Linked DNA regions of Anser cygnoides: regions 1 and 2 are each linked to region 3. The links are chromatin contacts, called in public Hi-C maps. All regions are on one chromosome and are shown on one strand. Each heading gives the region's core, a stretch centred on a gene start, on an enhancer-like site or on the middle of the called end of the contact. The rest is flanking DNA. Distances are from core to core; before and after follow the strand shown. Region 1 holds the start of CAMK1D (calcium/calmodulin dependent protein kinase ID). Region 2 holds the start of NUDT5 (nudix hydrolase 5). Region 3 holds the start of OPTN (optineurin).

Region 1 (4,181 bases), core at 528-3,027, 300 kb after region 3:
TGCCTCTCCTACACCCTTGAGCTCAGGAAGGTGCTGAAGGTGACAGGCAGGGACACGTCTCTCAGGGACACCTCACCCTGCATCTTCAGAGCCCTGGGCAGGCACGAATGTCACCAGCCGGGCGGTGTTTCCACACCGTGCTCACCCCCACACGGGTGCGTGACCCCCCCCCTCCAGATGAAGCACCCAGCCCGCTTCTCACTCGCACTTGGTGTGCAGGAAATCAGCAGAAGCAGAAATACTCTGTTTGTAGAGAGCCCTCCCTTGGAAGCAGAAAGAAACTGAAATATTACGGCCGAAACTTGTTCAGCCGTGTTTTGGAAGTGGCACGCGGAGCACAAAACGCGCTGCTTGGGCTCGGCGATGCTTTACTTAGAGACGTGCTCGAAGTTGAATTTACACCGGGGGGGACATGGCGATAAAGCACCCGTCCCATACAACCCAGCGTTCACGTCCTCGCCCACCCACACGGCAGCCCGCACCCTGCCCTTCCCCAGCAACCGCGGCTCTCTGCCTCTACAACATCCGACGAGCGAAAATTTCTCTCAACAGAAATAAAACTCCCCGCTCAGCCAAAAAAGCATCAGCCTGCACCCTGCTCCCTTCCACCATCTGCGCATGTTTATTCTGAGCCTTCCGAAAAAAAAAAAAGAAAAAAAAAAAAAACTCCAACGTTTTACTAATCTTTATGCCCCGCCACTATAAATAACAGAAATAAAGCCCAACAACAGTTAAGCATCGTAGCTAAAGCACATCCAATCCACTCCGATTATTTCTGCTTGTCCGTCCACGAATGGATGCAGCCATCAGCTTTAGGGGACAGCATGCAAGTCAGACCGCATTTATTTACAGTGGCACCGTCAAGAAAAAGCCTTTCCCCATCTCCCTATCCTATTAACATTTTAAACCGGGGGGTGGGGGGGGGTCTTTTTTTTCTTTATTTTTTTCTTTATTTTTTCTTTTTTTCCTTTCTTTTTTCTTTTTCCTTTTTCTTTTTATCTTTTTCCCTTTTCTTTTTTTCTTATTTTTCTTTTTTCTTATTTTTTTCTTTCTTTTTTCTTTTTTCTTTTTCTTTTCTCTTTTTCTTTTCTCTTATTCTTCTCTTTTTCTTTTTTTTTTCTTTCTTTTCTCTTTTTGTTGTTCTTTTTTTTTTATTATTTAATTTTTTTTTTGGGGGGGGGTAGCCCAGCCGCCTGCCCCGCAGCCACCCTCATCCCTCACCTCCTACCAACCCCCCCCCCCGGTGCCGTTTGTCCCGGGATTCCCAAACCTCCCCGGCTCGGTGCCGGGCGGGATGCTCGGAGCGACCCCGGCGGCAGCCCCCGCGCAAATCCCCCCCGCGCAAATCCCGCGCAGCGCAGGGACGGCGCCTCCCGGCCCGCTCCGCTCCCCGCCACCTACGTCCCCAGCGTCTCCTTGAACTCGAAGATCTTCTTGATGTCCTCCGCCTGCTTCTTCCAGGAGCCGCCGCCGTCCCCGTTCTCCCGGGCCATGGCCGCTCCGCGCAGCCCCGCGCAGCCCCGCGGATGCCGGGCGGCACCGAGCCGCCTGCGGCTTTTGCTTTCTCTTCTGAGAAAGCAGCGGCTGCTGCTGCTGCCTCTGCCGGCTCTTCCTCCTCCTCCTCCTCCTCCTCCTCCTCCTTCTTCTCCTCCTCCTTCTCCCCTTCCTCCTCCTCCTCCTCCTCACACTTCCTGCCCGCCGCCGCTTTTATTTCCTCCGCGCTCCGGCGGGCTCCACGAGTGCCACTTTTCCTGGGCTATTTCCTCCCAACTTTCTCTGCCCCCCCCCCCCCCCTTTCCCCTCGTCCTCCCCCCCTCCCCCCTCGCCCCTCCCCGTGCCACCCCCGGGGCTGCCCCGTGTCCCCCCCCGCCTCCTTCAGCACCCTCAGGGACACTTTGGTCCCCCCACTCCGGGAGGAAAAGTCCCTTTTTTTTTTTTTTTTCTTTTTTTTTTCTTTTTTTGAGGGAGGTCACTGATTCCCCCCCCCCCCCCCCTACCCCCCCGCTGTCCCCAAGCAGGGCGTGCGGGGGCCCCGTTGGATGCTCCGAGCCTCCCGGGCGCGGTGCGGCTGTGCGCGGTTGTTATGGCAATGGGAGGAGGAGGAGGAGGAGGAAGAAGAAGAAGAGGGGGAGGAAGAAGAGGAGGAGGAGGAGGAGGAGGAGGCAGCCCCGCCGCTGCTCTGCTGCCTGGCGCTGCCCCTCCTGACTGAATGACTGGAGATAATTCGCATTGCACCAAAACCGCGCACGTCAAACGGGAGGGGAGGGAAAGCAAAGAGATAAAAAAAAAAAAAAAAAAAAAGGGAAAGCGGGGGAAAAAAAAAATAAAAATTAAAAGCCACACCGCAGGCGGCCGGGCGGGGTGGTCCGGAGCTGCGCGGGGGATGCGCGGGGATTGCGCGGGGATTGCGCGGGGGATGCGCGGGTTTTGCGCGGGGTTTGCGGTGCCCACCGTGAGCGCAGCCGCCCCGTGGGGGCCAAAAGTGGCCCCCAGCCCCTTGCCCACCCCGCAGCGGGAGCGAGGGGCAGGATGCGCCCCCGGTGACACGGCAGAAATACGCGCTAAACCCGTGGGTAGGTTTCCCGTTAATGTCTTGCAAATAGGTAAAGCGCAAAAAAAAAAAAAAAAAAAAAAAAAAGTGGATTTCTCCTCCAAGTTGGGAAGTAAAAAGGCAGGTGCGGACCCACGGGTGTTTTTGGGGGCGGCTCAAACCCTTGGTCATCAAATGAGGCGGCTGAAAATGAGGCGTGACACGACTAAATATTGCATCGACTCGTAAACAGATGTGAATGCGCGCCTAACTGCTTAAAATGTGCCGTGTCCTTTCACAGAGTCCTTAAAATCCCACTTTGGAAAGGGATTTTCCGGACCGCTCATCATTTATGAGCACGGGAGCTTTCCCCTGGGGCTCCCACTTCCACGCGGGTTTGGAGCCTGGGGGAGCTCAGCCGGGTGGGGAGGTGTAAATTTGGGGAAAACACCGAGGCAGGCCGGGGTGTTTGGGCAATGCTACCCTCTGCTGGGCACAGGCACACGGCTGAGCGTGTGCCAGCTCCTGCATTAATTAGTGCCCTCTCTAATGCAATGCTTTGGTGGCCATCCCGCCCCATGGGTGGCCCAAATCGCTTGGGATTCCCTGCGATGGGTGCTTGTGTGTTGTCCCAGTATGTTCTTGGAGCAGCCAAACCTTTCCTTCTGCTGCTGGCTTACCCACATCCTCCTGCTCCCCATGGGGATCCCCTTCGTCCCATCAGCCTTCCTTCCCCGTGTCCGTGTCCCCAGGGATCCCCAAGCTGGTGGCCCCCGCCTGAGAAGTGATGGGGGTGGGACAGACCCAAAAAGATGCAGCCGACACCGAATAATTTTCCCTCCAACCCACACCAATGTTGTATTTTCTCCCTTTTTCACAAGATAATAAATCACTTGGGGTCAGAAATGCCATGTTGAGATTTTTGGGGTTGCTGAACGGGGCTGCCAAAAGTAACCTGCTGTCCTTGGGAGAAAATTGAGACAATCTGAGGCCAAAAGGGGCAAAAGCGATCATCTGCCCTGACCTCCAGCCTGACAGAGGCCGAAGGGTTTCATCAGTCCATGAGGCTGGTGCCATAATTTATCCTGGAGCCGTGGCATAGCCAAACCACTCACTGCCATTATTTCTGAAGTCGTGTTTGCCCGTACAGCATCATGCTATAATCTCACTGCCCAGGCAGCATCGCCCGCTTTGCCATTCTAACTTTCAGCACACAAAAATTTTACCTAAAATTACCCAAATCCTTGCCCGTGCTGCAATTTCTAAGCATAATGCCAGCCTGTAAATCTAAGTTTTCTTTTCCCAATTTAGCCCGCGCTTTTAACATCCCATAAATATGCTTTTTTGTGTGTGTGTGCGTGATAACTTGTATTTGAAATAACCAGTAATGTATAAAATCTCGGGAGCCATTGCACTTTTAATGAGAAGCGGAGGAGACACTCCTATTAGGAAGGGCCCCCTGGCACAATAGATGGTAACGGCCCCTTTAGAGTCATTACTGTCTGTCACGTCAGGCTGTAATTTTGCTTGATTGACAGTCTTCTGCAGAGCCATTGTGGAGCACTGAGTTATTTGAAGAACAGGTATTTAAAAAAAAAAAAAAAAAAAAAAAAAAATCGTTTAAGAAAACTTCTCTCTGTAGCAGGGCGTG
Region 2 (4,533 bases), core at 773-3,272, 360 kb after region 3:
TATTTCAGCTTTGTAACTGCAGAAATTTTCAATTCTACACAGTCAGTTGGATTTGGAAAACATTACTTTTTTGGTAGAACTTTTTAAAATGTCACTCATATATAGAGTTATTGCACCCACTAGTGGAGAAGATCTTCAGTACAGAACCTGAGATGGATGAGTCTCATTTTCACTCATTGCACATTTTCGTGCTATTTCAAACTGAAGCCATCTTCAGTAATTTCTTGTAATTTTAGTCACAAATCATCCTTGAATCTGTCACTGCAGGAGAGAGCAAATTCTGTTGAAAAGAGCTTCTGGCATGAGATGAGCTCCTAGGGTGTATTTGTAATTGATGTAGGTAAGTATTAATACTGTTATAGAAAGCATTAATAAAGTTGCATATGAGATTTTGGGAACAACTGTGGTAATCTGTTTGAGAGAGATACGCAGATGCAGTTAATGTAGAAGGGTTACGATGATCAATGGAAGGGGATTTCTTTTGAGGGGGGATTAAAAGAGGAATAGTTATTCAGCCAGTCCTAAAAAAAGTTTAAGATCAACACCATTTGCTATCTCCTGTCTTTGATAGGTACATATTGTCAATCAGAAAGCTTATAATTCTTTCCAAACATTGGAGGTGCATTTCTTGTAGCTAGCTATGTGAATTTTCTATATTTTTGAAGCTGGATACTTAGGGCGTCGCACAGAGCCTAGTTTGACTGTCTCCTATGGATGACCAGGAGCCTTTTCAAACCAGTATGCTGGGCTGTGGTTCTTTTGCATGAGTTTCATGGAAAGCTTAATACTGTATGTTAGACTCACAGCGAGATACTGTGACTGTTTGCCAGTCACGTCTCTTAAATCCTAAGTGAGGAGGGTTTGAGTTAGCTTAAGAACAAACGGGCAACACTAATTGAACTAATATGGGATAAACGTAAGATAAGCAAGTAAGGTCCTAGAACAGTTTTTCATAGTAGTGGTAAGGTAGGCAATAACACTACATAATTTTAAGATGAAGCATCATTTCTTTTAGAAAGGATAATATAATGTAATTTTAGGATTAAAAAAGGGTAATATATTTTTGAAATGACAGAATTGGATTTAGTAAGTGAGGGTTCCTGTGCAAGTTTTATGTTACCTAAAGACAATTTGAAACTTTGACAACCGCTATGATGTACTGCATCCAACAAGACTGTCTTAAGATTTAAGAAAGAGCCTGCCCTTTGTACTTACTGAGGAAATGGATTTATGTACATTAGTTGTAATCCTTCTGATAACCAGACATAGCTTGTACTGTCTAGTCCTCTGAACTACTCTGTGAAGTTAAATACAAATCTTATATGTAAGAAAGCTGGTATAGCTCCATGCTCATGTATGTTTCGCAAGTGTGCTGTAGATTTTATCACAGAAGGATAAAGTAAGAATGAAAGTGCTAAAATTGGGCGTGACAGAGGTGAGCACTCACAGCATATAGTGTTCATTGCTAGAGAATCCTTATTAAACTATAGTTGGAGTCAAGGGAAAGGTTCCTGTTGACTTCATGGAAAGATTACAACCTTAAATGAACTCTTGAGAATAACAGAGATCTCTGAGATCTTGTCTCTCCTGGCATCTAAACTGAGTTGCTTCTTTGCACTGTCTTTTTATTTAAAATTAATTTTCAGGGCTTCAGTACAGGAACATAATATCAAAGATGAGCTTCCTTGGAATAATAGTTTCTGTGCCGAAAGTGCTGCATATCTCAGCAGTGAGACAGCCTTGCTTTGGGCATATCCAGGTGCCTTTTGCACGGTGTTGGCCACACCATTCCTAGTAAGGGAGAGTGACGTGCTTTGATCACGCTAACTCCACGTGCCACCTAGACTTGCAACACACAGGTGACTTTTTGACCTTGGAGTTTTTTTTGGGGGGGAAGAATTGAGCCATTTATGTACGTATATGTGATGTATGTAGGTTCTGGTTCTGATTCTTTCTCAATAATGTGCAACTTCTACTCCGGAAGTCCTTCTGGTGTAAGTTTTTTTTCCACTTTGACAGTGGAGTGCTTAGACTTGTTGTGGCAATGCTGCATTGACACTTCACTGAGCAGAATGAAACAATTCTACTAAATGGATCAACTTTGCTTCTGCGTGTGCCTGACCTTTGAACGGGTAAGGAGGGTATCTTCAGCCAGCACAGCTGTTCTGCAGTTGATAGGACTGTTACCAACTACGTAAGTCTGGGATTTGACCCAGACTTCCTTCGAAACCATCAGGTGGAGCTGAAAATGTGAATTGCACTTGCCATCACATGCTGTTAACTTTCTCTGGCAAGTTGGATTTGTTAATTTAGAATGCAGAAATGAACCTTTTAACTTTACTCTGAAAGCAAATATTGACTTTGTTTCATAGTAGTCTGGACTTTGCACAGGAGGGGAAAAGCCTGACATTCCTGAAAATGGCAACTGAGACATCCGCAGAAGTTCCGAAAACTGCTAGGCAATTCGTCCTTAAAGAAGAGGTATAACATGTTTGGTTTTGACACGTTTTATTGCTAAATAACAACTAGCTGAGACAGATCAGAATGTTTGTGAGTGCAGAGTAAGAAATGGTATAGATGCTGTAGGTTTGTAAAATCTATTCAGGCAGAGCACTTCTTCCTGATGGTCAAAGAGTTTAAAGAAGGTGACGTGGATGAGGAATATGTAATTCTTTTTGCGAAACAATCATACAAATTATCAAGGAGAGGGAGAGAAATCTACAGTGTTCAGTTTTTTTAAGCTTCAGCTTTTTTTTTCCTAATTTTATAGCTGTTTGTTGTATTGTCTGTTCAGGCTGTTTTCAATATTAAGAAATAATGTTGATTCCTCTCAGATACTGTAGAAATGGGTAGATTGTGAAAATGCTGTCTGTTCCTCTAAGATGAACCTCTAAGAGTTGCCTTAACATTTAGGATTTTATCTTCTCTGATATTTTCTGGAAGGATTTGAATTTAGATGATTGCTGTTCTAAAGACGTTAGTAAGGAGGTAGTAATATTTGTCAAAAACACTGTAGTTGCACCTTACCTTTACAGAATCAGAAAATATCAGGTCTTCAGAATGGAATTCTGAGGTACTTCTGGCTGCTTTTTAGGAGCATTTTCACCATAATTGAAACTATGAGTTTTTTTAGACCTTAGAACCTGTTTTGTTTTTGTTTTTCAGGTAATACTTGAATTTTATGCTCCTTTTTCTTCATAATACCTCTTAGGTTTTCTCCTTTGTAATATTGCACTCTTCAGTGTCATTAGAAGTTCATAATTAGATCTTAACATCTTCTAAGCCATTTAGCTTTTCGGTCATTTTCTGGGCATAGTTGAGGAGAATGTTTACCATGTGTCTGCCAGTCACCCTTATAGTGAAAGTGTTTTGGTCTTCAGCACCTGTGTGGCTTGATGTTGGAGAATCTTCTTTCGTGAACGTAGCTGCTGATCTTATTTTCTTCTACCTGCTTCTGGGAACCCACAGTCAGGCTGTTGTGAGCGAAAACACGTGGTATTTGCCCGTCAAAGTAATAGATCAAGCCATAAAAAATTGCTCATTCTAAAACTGAGTATGGTTAGTAGAACACGCCCTGAAAAGTGCCGTTGGGCCCTAAGTAAGGAGCTCTGCAAGGCAAGAGTTATGCTTCTAGGCCAGCTTCCAAAAGGTTTTAGTTGTGCACCTGACAAGGTGGGTGACAATAACGTTTTATTTTACTTTTAGGGAAACCTGGCAGCTTTCAGTTTCCTCACCCTGTAAGCAGTTAGCAGCAAGGCTTTCACCTCACTGTACCTCATTGTACATATTTATGCTGCGTGGCCTAGAGTACTTTTTAATTACTGCTCCGTGACAGTAGAGGCCAAAAGCTGTACTTAAGAATACCAGATGAAAAACAAGACCCTTTGTTTGACATTGTTTGTTTTGTATGCTTAAAATCTACATTTTGTCCTTTTGTTGTCTTTCTGGAGTTCGGATAGGTCAAATCTCTTACAGACTAGTGATTTCTTTTTCCTCTAGGACTCCTGGCACCTGATCTTTTCCTGTTTTTCAGCCATTTTCCCCTTTCTGCTTAGCAAACAATAACTTGGCGACAGTGGTAGTGATCTGCCAGTGCTGTTGAATGCTGCAACAAACTACAACCAATAGCCTAGTCCTTCGCTTTCTCTGCAGTGTTTAAAAAATTCATTAACACAAACATTTGGCTGTGTTTGTTTCTTCAACTGAAGCATATTGGTTCTTCTCCTTGGACAACCAGTGGGACATGATTTTCATCTCTTTTGGATCTTCCTGTACTCTCATTCTGCAGTGCCTTAGGAGCGAATGCAAAGCTATTTAAAATATATCTGAATGCTTCCAAGTGGAATTACTTCTTGTTCCTGAAACAGACATCATAAACTTCCTGCTGGTTTTGTGACCACAAATCCTTTAGAAATCCCTTTTGAGAGCACATAGCTCCCCTCTTCAGTTCCTGCTACCTGGAAATAAACTTCCCAAAGCAAATGCCAAAACTCTCTCCATGTAAAGTACGTGTGGCCATATTTACAACCACAG
Region 3 (4,227 bases), core at 1,347-3,846:
GGATTTTCTAGACTGGTAAAATAGTGCATGAAAGCAGATGCTATCAAATTGAAGGTCTCAAATATGTCCAACCATACTCTGCTTGAACGTTCGGTTAAGATTTGATTTAAAATGTTGAAAAAAAATGTAACTGATAACTTATAGCAAGGTCAGCTCACCCTGACTGGGAAGGCATGTTTTATGTAACAAAGTCAGTGAGTCAGTATGTAACAGCACCAGTCTCATTATAGCAAAATGCTTACAGTATTTTTATGAAGTCAACAAAAGGATTTCAAACTTGCTTTTTAAAGCAACATTCTCGAAGCCAGTTGCTTGAAAATCTTTTGAACATTGTATATTCCTGTAACTGCCATTATGTCTTGATGCCATTTTGCAAGGTATGAGTTACAACAGCTGCAATTATGGCCCTAAAACATTATCTTATATGGCATAGGACCTTTTAGCAGAATACCAGAGGTGCTCCTCGAAGCGACTTTCCTGCCAGATACTCATGGGACTCCAAGGCAGAGAACTTGCACCAGGTCCAAAAATGATTCAGATGGAACTTGAACACTGACTTAAAATCACAGCACACAGGACACATGACTTTATGCTCTGTTACTATATAAATAGTTAGGTACCTCTGTCTTTTATGCAGAAAATCCCCAAATCCCTTGGGTTTTGCTCTAACCATTAAAAAAAATATATGCATCTAACACCTAAGATTTTGGGATCGAGAAACAAAGCTTTCTCACCTAAAAGGCTTAAATCATTAGGCATTTTCAGAGAAATCTAATGGTCTCTCCCAGATAGACCAAGCTATGACTGTTACTTCCTTTTGAAGCACAGAAGGTGCTACCACAACTAAACTTTCGAAGTGGTTACTACACACAGTGTAGAACAGTCTGCTTCAATTCCCCTCGCTACCTGAGAGGATTCAGCACCTTTCAGAGAATATCTTAACCAGAACTATTCTGGATGTCGTGGACTACCTATCCACTTTGCTGATGTAGCTATGACAAAATGTTAGTCTATCTGTAATGGAGATGCTCAACCATTCTAAAATACAAACCAAAAAAAGCTCTTAAAGGCTGATGAGCAAAATCTCCTAAAATACACAATGCAATTCTGACTGTGTGTGTAGTTCTGAAGCAACTAAGTCACTCATAAATTGGGCTGTTCTCCCCCTAATCTTCCATACTGATTCAACTTGATGTGTCCTATCAATTGGCCTTGCCACTTGCAGAGTTGCTTGTACAGTGAATGCTACCCAGATATAAAACGTCATCCAGCAAGGGCACAGAATTCATACCCGCAGGAAAAGAAAAACAAACAAACAAACTGCAGAAGAGACTCCTTTTGCATTTCAAGACAGATCTGCATTCACATTCACCTTTTAACTCGTTGTTCTCAGTGATCAGTTCTTTCATCTGCTGTACCATCTCTTCTGGTGTGTATGTGCTGAGGGTGGGGGCAGCCGCACCGTCCGTCCCGTTTTCCATTTTGCTCCTGGGATGCTCTCCATTTTCAGCAGGACGGCTCTGCACCTTGCTGGACATCTCTGAAGCGACCACTACAAGGTCAGTAATGAGAAAAACATGATTTCTTGCCAAATAGCTACTTAGAAAGAAAATACGACACTTTCATTTCACCTGGACGAGCTGTGCATCCAGTCATAGCATGCAGGGACCACCCGATCCCTCTGACCCCACTACTCCAGAACACCCACGAGTCTCTATATCCCATTAACCCCCTCAGAGAGAGGACTGGATGAATAAAGCTGAGACATCCACAAGTCTCTATATCCCATTAACCCCCCCCAGAAAGAGAGGGCTGGATGAATAAGGCATTTGATTCCTGAGACATCTTGGATGAGTAACACCGAGACGTTTCTCAGCCTAAAACCGTTCCTTGGGAGCCCCTTCCTCTGGGAATGAAACATAAAAAGAAGCTTTAATCCCCTTCCCTGCACACTAGGAAGCCTTTAAGGGCAGCAAAGCCGTGTTTCACCCACTCTCCCCGTCCCTCAGGCGCACCCAGCAGCCTCCCCGGGGCTGGGGGACCCCCCCCGGGGCTGGGGGACCCCCTGCCCACCCACACACCCCTACCAGGAGGCCTCGAAAAGCTCTCGGTCCCCTTTACCGCCGGGATTACATTTCCGCCGCCTCCCTGCCAGCTTTCGTTTTCTCTTTCCGTCGCAGTTTGCTTCGCCGGGGGAGGCGCTGAGGCGGCCGCCTCCGTGCCCAGTCACGGCTCTCCCCTTGCCTTGCCTTCCCCGTAGGCCCACCCCGGAGCCGCTGAGTCACCGGCCACGGCCGCCTGCGGCCGGCGGCAGGGACAAGCGACCTCCCCGGTCCCCTCCCGGCCCCGTCGCCTCAGCGCCCCGCGGGGGCCGTGCCCGCCGCCGCCCCGCTCACCCCGCTCACGCCGTGCCCATGGCGGCGGCCGCCCGCATCGGCTGAGTGCCGAGAGCCGCCGTCTCCGCCTTCCCCCGCGGGGATTTCCCCAGCTCGGAGCGGCCTCTGGGCGGCACTGCCCGGCCGGGCGGGTCTTGACAGCCGGCCCCCTTTAGGCGCTGGCCCACCGCTGGGAGGTCTCCCCGGAGCCTTCTCTTCTCCAGGCTGAACACCCCCAGCTCCCTCAGCCTGGCTCCACAGCAGAGGGGCTGCAGCCTCTGATCATCCTCGTGGCCTCCTCTGGACTCGCTCTGATACATCCCTGTCCTTGTGCTGGGCCCCAGAGCTGAACGCAGGCTCCAGGTGGGGTCTGACGAGAGCAGAGCAGAGGGGGACAATCCCCCCTCCCTGCCCTGCTGCTCACACTGCTTTTGTTTGGACGCTGTTGGCTTTTTTGGGCTGCAAGTGCACGTTGCTGGCTTGTGTTGAGCTTCTTGTTAACCCCCTAGGTCCTTCTCCTCAGGGCTGCTCTCCATCCATTCTCCTCCCAGCCTGGATTTGGGCTTGGGATTGCCCTGTCCCAGGTGCAGGACCTTGCATTTGGTCTTGTTGAACCTCATAAGGTTCACACAGCCCCACCTCTCAGGCTTGTCCAGGTTCCTTCCCTCCAGCGTGTCGACCGCACCACACAGCTCAGTGTTGCTGGCAAACTTGCCAAGGGCGCACTCGATCCCACTGTCCATGTCACCGACAAAGACGCTAAACAGCACCGGTCCCAGATACCCTGCAGAGGGGAGAGTACCAAGGGCAGAGCATCCTGCTGAGCCTGGCCCTGGGGCTACTGAGGAAGACAGGCTCCTCTGAGGACAGGTCCCCATCTGCATGGGCCTCCCTCGGGTTCTGCTTCACGGGGCTCTATGTTTTTCCTGTCAGGGTAGAGGCCTTGCAGGTGGCAGAGCAGCCAAGTCCCACACAACCAAAGGCTGCAGGACAGATAAGCACGCCCCACCACATCAGCCCCCCACTGACCTGCGATGAACCGTGTGTGTAGGGTAGGTATGGAGAAGGGAGCTCTATGTCCTTCACAGCTCCATGGCCTTGGCCCACATCTGGGCACACAGCAACTCCCTTCCCGTACAAGTTTCTACACAGAGGAGGCAGCGGGTGGGATCCAGTGGGGACCCAAAGCAAAATCCAGCAGGGAAGATGAGGGCTGCAGTCAGTCCTTTGGAAGGTAGCTGCCCTACCAGGCAGGCTCTCTTATGTTGGATTAGAGGGGCTTCATCACACTCTCTGTCACCATCTTCCAACTCAGATAGCTGTGTACCCTGGGAACAATTGGCTTTACTAATAAAGATGGAAGCAAAAAAGGCATTCAGTACCTCAGCCTTATCCTTATCTTTCATCACTATGTTTCCCCTCACAACCAGTAAGGGATGGAGATTCTCCTTAGTCCTTCTTTTGCTGTTGATGTGTTTATTAAAGCATTTCTTATTCTCCTTTACTGCACTAGCCAAACTGAGTTCCAGTTGGGCTTTGGCCCTTCTAATTTTCTCACTGAACAACTTGACAGCAGCTCTATAGTCCTACTGCATTGCCTGCCCCTTCTTCCAGAGTTCATAAACTCTTTTTTTTTTTTTTTTTTTTTTCTTTTTTTTTCCTGAGCTTCTGAAGAAGCTTTCTGTTTAGCAAGGCTGGTCTTCTTCACTGCCAGCCTGAGTTTCAGCACATTGGCATGGCCTGCCCCTGTGCCTTCAAGATTTATTTCTTGAAGAAAGTCCAGCCTTCCTGCACTCCTTTACCTTCCAGAATCAGTCCCAAGGGACTCTGGCAACCAGGTCTCTAAATGGGC

What was found. A called contact is a pair of places that touch in the nucleus more often than the background predicts.
Region 1: a contact with region 3 is called in a Hi-C map of liver, with 4 times the contacts expected there. The contact joins the promoter of CAMK1D here to the promoter of OPTN in region 3. A contact is called at or near these places in 4 of 7 Hi-C or Micro-C datasets (granulosa cells and liver).
Region 2: a Hi-C map of liver shows a contact between it and region 3, with 2.0 times the contacts expected there. The contact joins the promoter of NUDT5 here to the promoter of OPTN in region 3. A contact is called at or near these places in 3 of 7 Hi-C or Micro-C datasets (granulosa cells and liver).

What each region holds. Positions count from the first base shown.
Region 1 is chr1:6,857,871-6,862,051 of Taihu_goose_T2T_genome, reverse strand. It overlaps CAMK1D (calcium/calmodulin dependent protein kinase ID), which reads right to left and starts at 1,777. Exons shown (of 11, transcript XM_048062699.2): 1 at 1,402-1,777. The coding sequence starts at 1,493.
Region 2 is chr1:6,794,997-6,799,529 of Taihu_goose_T2T_genome, reverse strand. NUDT5 (nudix hydrolase 5) reads left to right here and starts at 2,022. Exons shown (of 10, transcript XM_013197085.3): 1 at 2,022-2,132; 2 at 2,392-2,481. The coding sequence starts at 2,091.
Region 3 is chr1:7,159,290-7,163,516 of Taihu_goose_T2T_genome, reverse strand. It overlaps OPTN (optineurin), which reads right to left and starts at 2,596. Exons shown (of 14, transcript XM_048062491.2): 1 at 2,397-2,596; 2 at 1,373-1,552. The coding sequence starts at 1,538.